Linked DNA regions of Mus musculus: region 2 is linked to region 1. The links are chromatin contacts, called in public promoter capture Hi-C maps. All regions are on one chromosome and are shown on one strand. Each heading gives the region's core, a stretch centred on a gene start, on an enhancer-like site or on the middle of the called end of the contact. The rest is flanking DNA. Distances are from core to core; before and after follow the strand shown. Region 1 holds the start of Dmkn (dermokine). Region 2 holds the start of Hamp (hepcidin antimicrobial peptide).

Region 1 (2,801 bases), core at 114-2,613:
TAATAATGATGATGATGATAATATTGTTATTATTATTACTATTATTATTACCATCACTAAAACACCAGCAATGGAACAGCAGGGAGGTGGAAGTGGGGGACAGTCAGGAATGGTGTTTATATGCAGAGAAGTGTTAGATGTTACAAGTTGGGGTGCGGGTGTTGGGGTGGGGAGAGACTGACTGAGAGACGTTGAGAAAGGTAGATGGAAACTGGCCCCTCCTAACTAGGTGATGAAGCCCAGTGTTACAAGTCGGTTCCAAGTGGGAGGGCCTGGGGCTCCTGGGAACAGAGAAGCAGTCACACTTGTCGAACAGGGACAAGATATGGGGAGGATGCTTGGGTTTCCCCATTGGAACTGTGACCAGTGGTGAGGGCCACGAGTACCGGTGTGTGTGTGTGTGTGTGTGTGTGTGTGTGTGTGTGTGTGTGTGTGTGTGTGTGAGAGAGAGAGAGAGAGAGAGAGAGAGAGAGAGAGAGAGAGAGAGAGAGAGAGATATTTTGTACTGATCCCTCTTTCCTCACCAGGGCTGCCCTGGCCCCTGGAAGGCTTCGGGCAGTGAGCAAGCAGCAGTACAGTGGCTGTGAGCTCTTACAGGCACACATGTCTTTCCATGCAGGTAAACAGGATGGGTGTCTAGGTCAGCTTCTCCCTCCCCTGGTCTTCCCGCCTACTCTTGCCCTGGGGGTGACTGACCCTCCCAATTCCCCTGCTCCGCACCCTGGGCTCCTGAACTCTCAGTGCCTGAACCCTTCCTTGTCACTAACAGAGGTATGCCACTCCTTCAACACCAGGGTACCCAGAACCTCAGAACTTAACCACAGCCCTAGAATTCCCAGTGTCTGACTGCACTGTGGATGTGTGAGAGGACAGGCACCTGCAGGTAGAGGCATGCCAGGAGAAAGATGGGAGCTGGAAATGGTCACCTCTTTCCAGTCTTCGTGCCCCTGTGCATGCTGGCTTACCCGGGATGGGTCCTCTATCCTGTGGCTTTGCTCTCTTTATACCCTTGGGGTCTCACCTGTTTGTGAGCCCTGCTTCCTAAGTACCCCCACCCTGCCGCCTCCAAAAGACAACAACACCTATCTCCTTAGATGCTCCTGTCCCCACCCTGTGCCCCAAATTCCTGAGGTTAGGCAACTGGAACACTTTTGCATCCGTCTCATCTTATTCTTTCCCCTCCCTCCCGATGGCCTGCTCCGGAGAGCTCTCTCTGTTTCAACACAAGCTCTCGCTCACAATTAAGCTTCATTACCCTATCTGTGGATAGGCCCTGAGTCACTGGAGGAGGGATCTTAAGCGGCCCAGCCCTGTTACCTTTTCCCAACCTACAGTATAAGGGGTAGTGGCAAGAAGAAAGACTCTGGAAAGCAGGGAAGTCTGGGAACAGAGAGAGAAGGCTGTGGGTCCTGGGGAAGGAGAATAAGGAAGCAAGGAAGGAAAGGAAAAGGTCTCAGCCCAGAGGAAGAAAGAAGGGAACAAATAGACTGGGCTGCAGACATCCTCAGAGGAGAGAGGGAGCTGGGCAGAGATGAAGCTACAGGGCTCTCTGGCCTGCCTCCTGCTGGCCCTATGTCTGGGTGGTGGGGCAGCTAACCCGCTGCACAGTGGAGGGGAGGGCACAGGGGCAAGTGCTGCCCATGGAGCAGGAGATGCCATTAGCCATGGAATTGGAGAGGCTGTGGGCCAAGGGGCTAAAGAAGCAGCCAGCTCTGGAATCCAGAATGCCCTAGGCCAGGGGCACGGAGAGGAAGGTGGCTCCACATTGATGGGGAGCAGAGGCGATGTTTTTGAGCACCGGCTTGGGGAAGCAGCAAGATCTCTGGGGAACGCTGGGAATGAGATTGGCAGACAGGCTGAGGATATCATTCGCCAAGGGGTAGATGCTGTCCACAACGCTGGGTCCTGGGTGAGTGGCTGGGAAGCCGGGTGTGCGGACAGGGGGTGGGGGTGGCTGGGTCAAGAACCTGGAGATGGATCAGAGGGTGAAGAGATAGTTTCTATTGTTGTCATGAATCTTCTCTTTCCTGCATGGTCCCCCCTCCCCCTTCCTTCTCTCCCTGATGGTTCTGATTCCCTCTCTCATGGTTGTCAGACTAAGGACTGGTGTATTGTCTTTGCAGGGGACATCTGGAGGTCATGGCGCATATGGCTCTCAAGGTGGTGCTGGAGTCCAGGGCAATCCTGGTCCTCAAGGGACACCCTGGGCCTCAGGAGGCAACTATGGGACTAACTCTCTGGGTGGCTCTGTGGGTCAGGGTGGCAATGGCGGACCACTCAACTATGAAACCAATGCCCAGGTAAAGTCACTACCCAGACCCATCCCTCAACCCTGTTCTCTCCACCCCTCCTTATTTCTGGATCCTAAACTCGGTCTCTGGTCTCTGCCTCCATGCAGGGAGCTGTGGCTCAGCCTGGCTACGGGACAGTGAGAGGCAACAACCAGAACTCAGGGGTAAGAAGAAGTGTGCACGGGACACAGTGGCAGGGATGAATAGAAGGGGAGGAGGAAGGGGGGGAGAGTGGAGGTCACAAGCCAGGGAAGAGGGAGGGAACTGGAAAGGGGCAAGAAAGCCAAGCCACAGGCAGCAAGAGAAGCCTGGCCTGTGGAGGTCGTTTTGACATCTCGTCCCTCATGACATCCCCTTCCATCCACAGTGTACCAACCCCCCACCTTCTGGCTCCCATGAAAGCTTCAGTAACTCTGGGGTAAGAGGAGTGCTGTCTCTGGTTTGGCTCTGGGAAGGCGGGATACAATGCTTTCTGAGGGTGGGGGTGAGGGTGGGGGAAGCTATGCAGGG
Region 2 (2,801 bases), core at 151-2,650, 180 kb after region 1:
GCTGGGGATCAGGGAGGGAGTCCCAGATGCTCTTACCGCAATGTCTGCCCTGCTTTCTTCCCCGTGCAAAGGCTGCAGCTCTGTAGTCTGTCTCATCTGTGAAAGCAGAAGAGGTATTGAATCTTGTGGAGTACCCGGCATAGCTTCCTGACTTTTCTCTGCCAGCTTCTCCCCAGAGATTTAGGGACTGTGCTTAGACAGAATTTCTAGAAGGGCTCCTACTGCCCTGTGTCCCCTCACCATTCCTTGGATGCTCCTAAAAGCACCCACTTTCTTTGCTTTTGCACACTCCGGACAGTTTTCCCTGCATCTTATCTCTTATAACCAGGTCACCCCATAGCACAAAGGCTTATAGCACATTCATCTGGATTGTGGCTTTCCAGGACAGATCATCATCTGCACAGCTGTCCACAAAGCTCGGCACAGCAGAACCTCTACAGCCCTTTATTGCCAACACTGGCTTCACTTATCAGACCCTACAGTCCCCAAGGGTCTTGTGATTGCCTTGAGTGCCTATGTGTATCATATGCATGCTTACTGCTGACTGCCATCTAGGGCAGAAGGCATCAGGTACCCTGGAAGTAGAGTTCAGGATGGTTGTGATCCACCACATGGGTGCTGGGAACTGACTCTAGGTCCTATGCACAAGCATCAAATGTTCCTAACAGCTAAGCCATCTCTCCAGACCCTTCTGTATCATTTTTTTTTTCTTTTTTTGTTTTTTTTTTTTTTTCAGACAGGATTTCTCTGTGTAGCCCTGGCTGTCTTGAAACTCACTTTGTAGACCAGGCTGGATTCAAACTCAGAAATCCACCTGCCTCTGCCTCCCAAATGCTGGGATTAAAGGCATGTGCCACCACTGCCCGACTTCTGTATCATTTTCTCATAGAATACTTTGCCTGGCTGTCAGCCTCTTAGCCCCACCTCTGGTCCTTCCTCATTAGAGTTTTTCTGCCCATTGTCTTTTGTACTATCCACAGTAATTCTTTATAAAATACTCATGTAAAGGCTGCTTAAAGAATGCCCTGACGGGGTGGGACAGCCAAGGAACACTTTTGTTTGGCTCCCACCATGCTTCATTTTCCACAGTAGGACAACAGAGTAGCTATTCAAGGACACCTGTGCAGCTTCCCAGCTCCCACTAAGGACCACCCTCTTCCTTGTCAGCAGCTGCCATCACTCCTGAGCCATTCTAACTACTCAGTGGTGAGCAGCTCCTGCCTGCCTGGGACCTGGCTCTCCCACCACAATGGGCCTGGGGTGCTCACCTGTTGATGGAGATAGGTGGTGCTGCTCAGGCTGGCAAGGAGGAGAAGCAGGAGACAGGCAGCCTGGGTCCGAGTGCTGAGTGCCATCATGCCTTCTGTTCTGCTGTGCAGTCTAAGGACTTGTGTGGTGGCTGTCTAGGAGCCAGTCCCAGTCCTTTTTATGGGACTAGTGGGAGGAGGGTCACCTGCGCCTCACCCACCCCCATTTTGCTCTGACTCATTTCCAAGAAAATAGTGGCGCCAAACAGGCGGGAGAGATAAGCGGGAACAGTGACAGGGGACAGGGTTGTGTCACCTACAGCCAGCAGAGGTGCATCCAGAGGGTGGGGCAGACAGAACCAGGGACACAAGCCTGCAGCCAGCCACCTGTGATGTCACACTGTGGCTCTCAGAAAAATTCCCCTTCTTTCCCCTAAACAGTGATTGGATTGGTGAGTGGAAGAACTGTACCTTTACCCCTATCAGTGCCTTCAGTATGGCTGTTACTCACTGGGTTTCTCAGAAGGACCCAGCAATGTCGTACACATGTGCAGGGTGCATCCCAGCATTTTAGGCCCATGAGTTTGTGTCAGCATTAGCCCTGGAGTCCACCGTGGAGACCACTGTGAAGACCATATGATGTAGCTGTCATGTTGGATTCCCCTTCTGCCTCCCGAGGCAGCAGTCACTAATCATAGGCAGAGCCAATGCATTTCACAAGCTCGTGTATAAAAAACACACTGGTTTCACATGGCAGTGAGTACTGATTCTGTGTCTTTACCACCGGTGCCAACTCACTTTTGTGTTAACAGCTGGTGCTACTTGGCCTCTAAGTGGCTGCCTACTCCCTCCTGGGCTCTACAGTTGTTTATGCTGAAAGTTGCCTTCCAGTCACTGATGCAGGGGTCTGGCTTGACGATGTATTCCTCAAATGGTTTCCCTCTAAGCACAGGGGACACAGTATTGTGTGACACTTGGCTTAGCAGGAACAGACTGTGCCCCCTCTCAGCTCCAAGTGCAGTGGGATTATGCCAGAACCTCCCCATGCCACTTGGACAACATATACCACAGAGATTGGTACACAGCCTACACCAGGGCTTTTATAGCTAGTTCTTGGAGTACTACTAAAGCCTGTGTGGTGCTCTTTCTATTACCTGGACCCCTTGGTATGAGCAGCCTGAGATATTATCAAACTTTGACTCCAGAGATAAACTACTGGACGGCATTCCTGAGTTACACAGGGAGCATCCAGTCAGTTCTGTCCAGAACCTGGGAAGGCTTCTACCCCTCTGTTGCTGCTCATTGGGCTGTTCATGTGTTCCACATGCTTCCTCAAAGAGGACTTTTGGAAGTGGTAAGGCCAAAGACAGGGTTCATTTTTTTTTTTAAGTTTTATTTACTTAATTTATATGAGTACACGGTCGATGTCTTCAGACACACTAAAGAGGGCATCGGATCCCATTACAGAGGTTTGTGAGCCATCATGTGGTTGCTGGGAATTGAACTCAGGACCTATGGAAGAGCAGCAGGTGCTCTTAACTGATGAGCCATCTC

The links. Capture Hi-C pulls out chosen DNA fragments and counts their contacts.
Region 2: a contact with region 1 is called in a promoter capture Hi-C map of pancreatic islet. The contact joins the promoter of Hamp here to the promoter of Dmkn in region 1. A contact is called at or near these places in 11 of 39 promoter capture datasets (the 3T3-L1 cell line, the C10 cell line, the HPC-7 cell line and 8 more), 1 of 484 Hi-C or Micro-C datasets (CD8 T cells), 13 of 115 datasets of contacts at active chromatin or transcription factors (the 230-238 cell line, the SCID.adh cell line, acute myeloid leukemia and 7 more) and 4 of 9 other capture datasets (adipose tissue, liver, macrophages and 1 more).

What each region holds. Positions count from the first base shown.
Region 1 is chr7:30,762,393-30,765,193 of GRCm38.p6, forward strand. It overlaps Dmkn (dermokine), which reads left to right and starts at 1,364. Exons shown (of 20, transcript NM_001166173.1): 1 at 1,364-1,909; 2 at 2,124-2,300; 3 at 2,399-2,455; 4 at 2,659-2,709. The coding sequence starts at 1,532.
Region 2 is chr7:30,942,629-30,945,429 of GRCm38.p6, forward strand. It overlaps Hamp (hepcidin antimicrobial peptide), which reads right to left and starts at 1,401. Exons shown (of 3, transcript NM_032541.2): 1 at 1,269-1,401; 2 at 37-96. The coding sequence starts at 1,355. It overlaps Usf2 (upstream transcription factor 2), which reads right to left. Exons shown (of 10, transcript NM_011680.2): 10 at 2,620-2,801.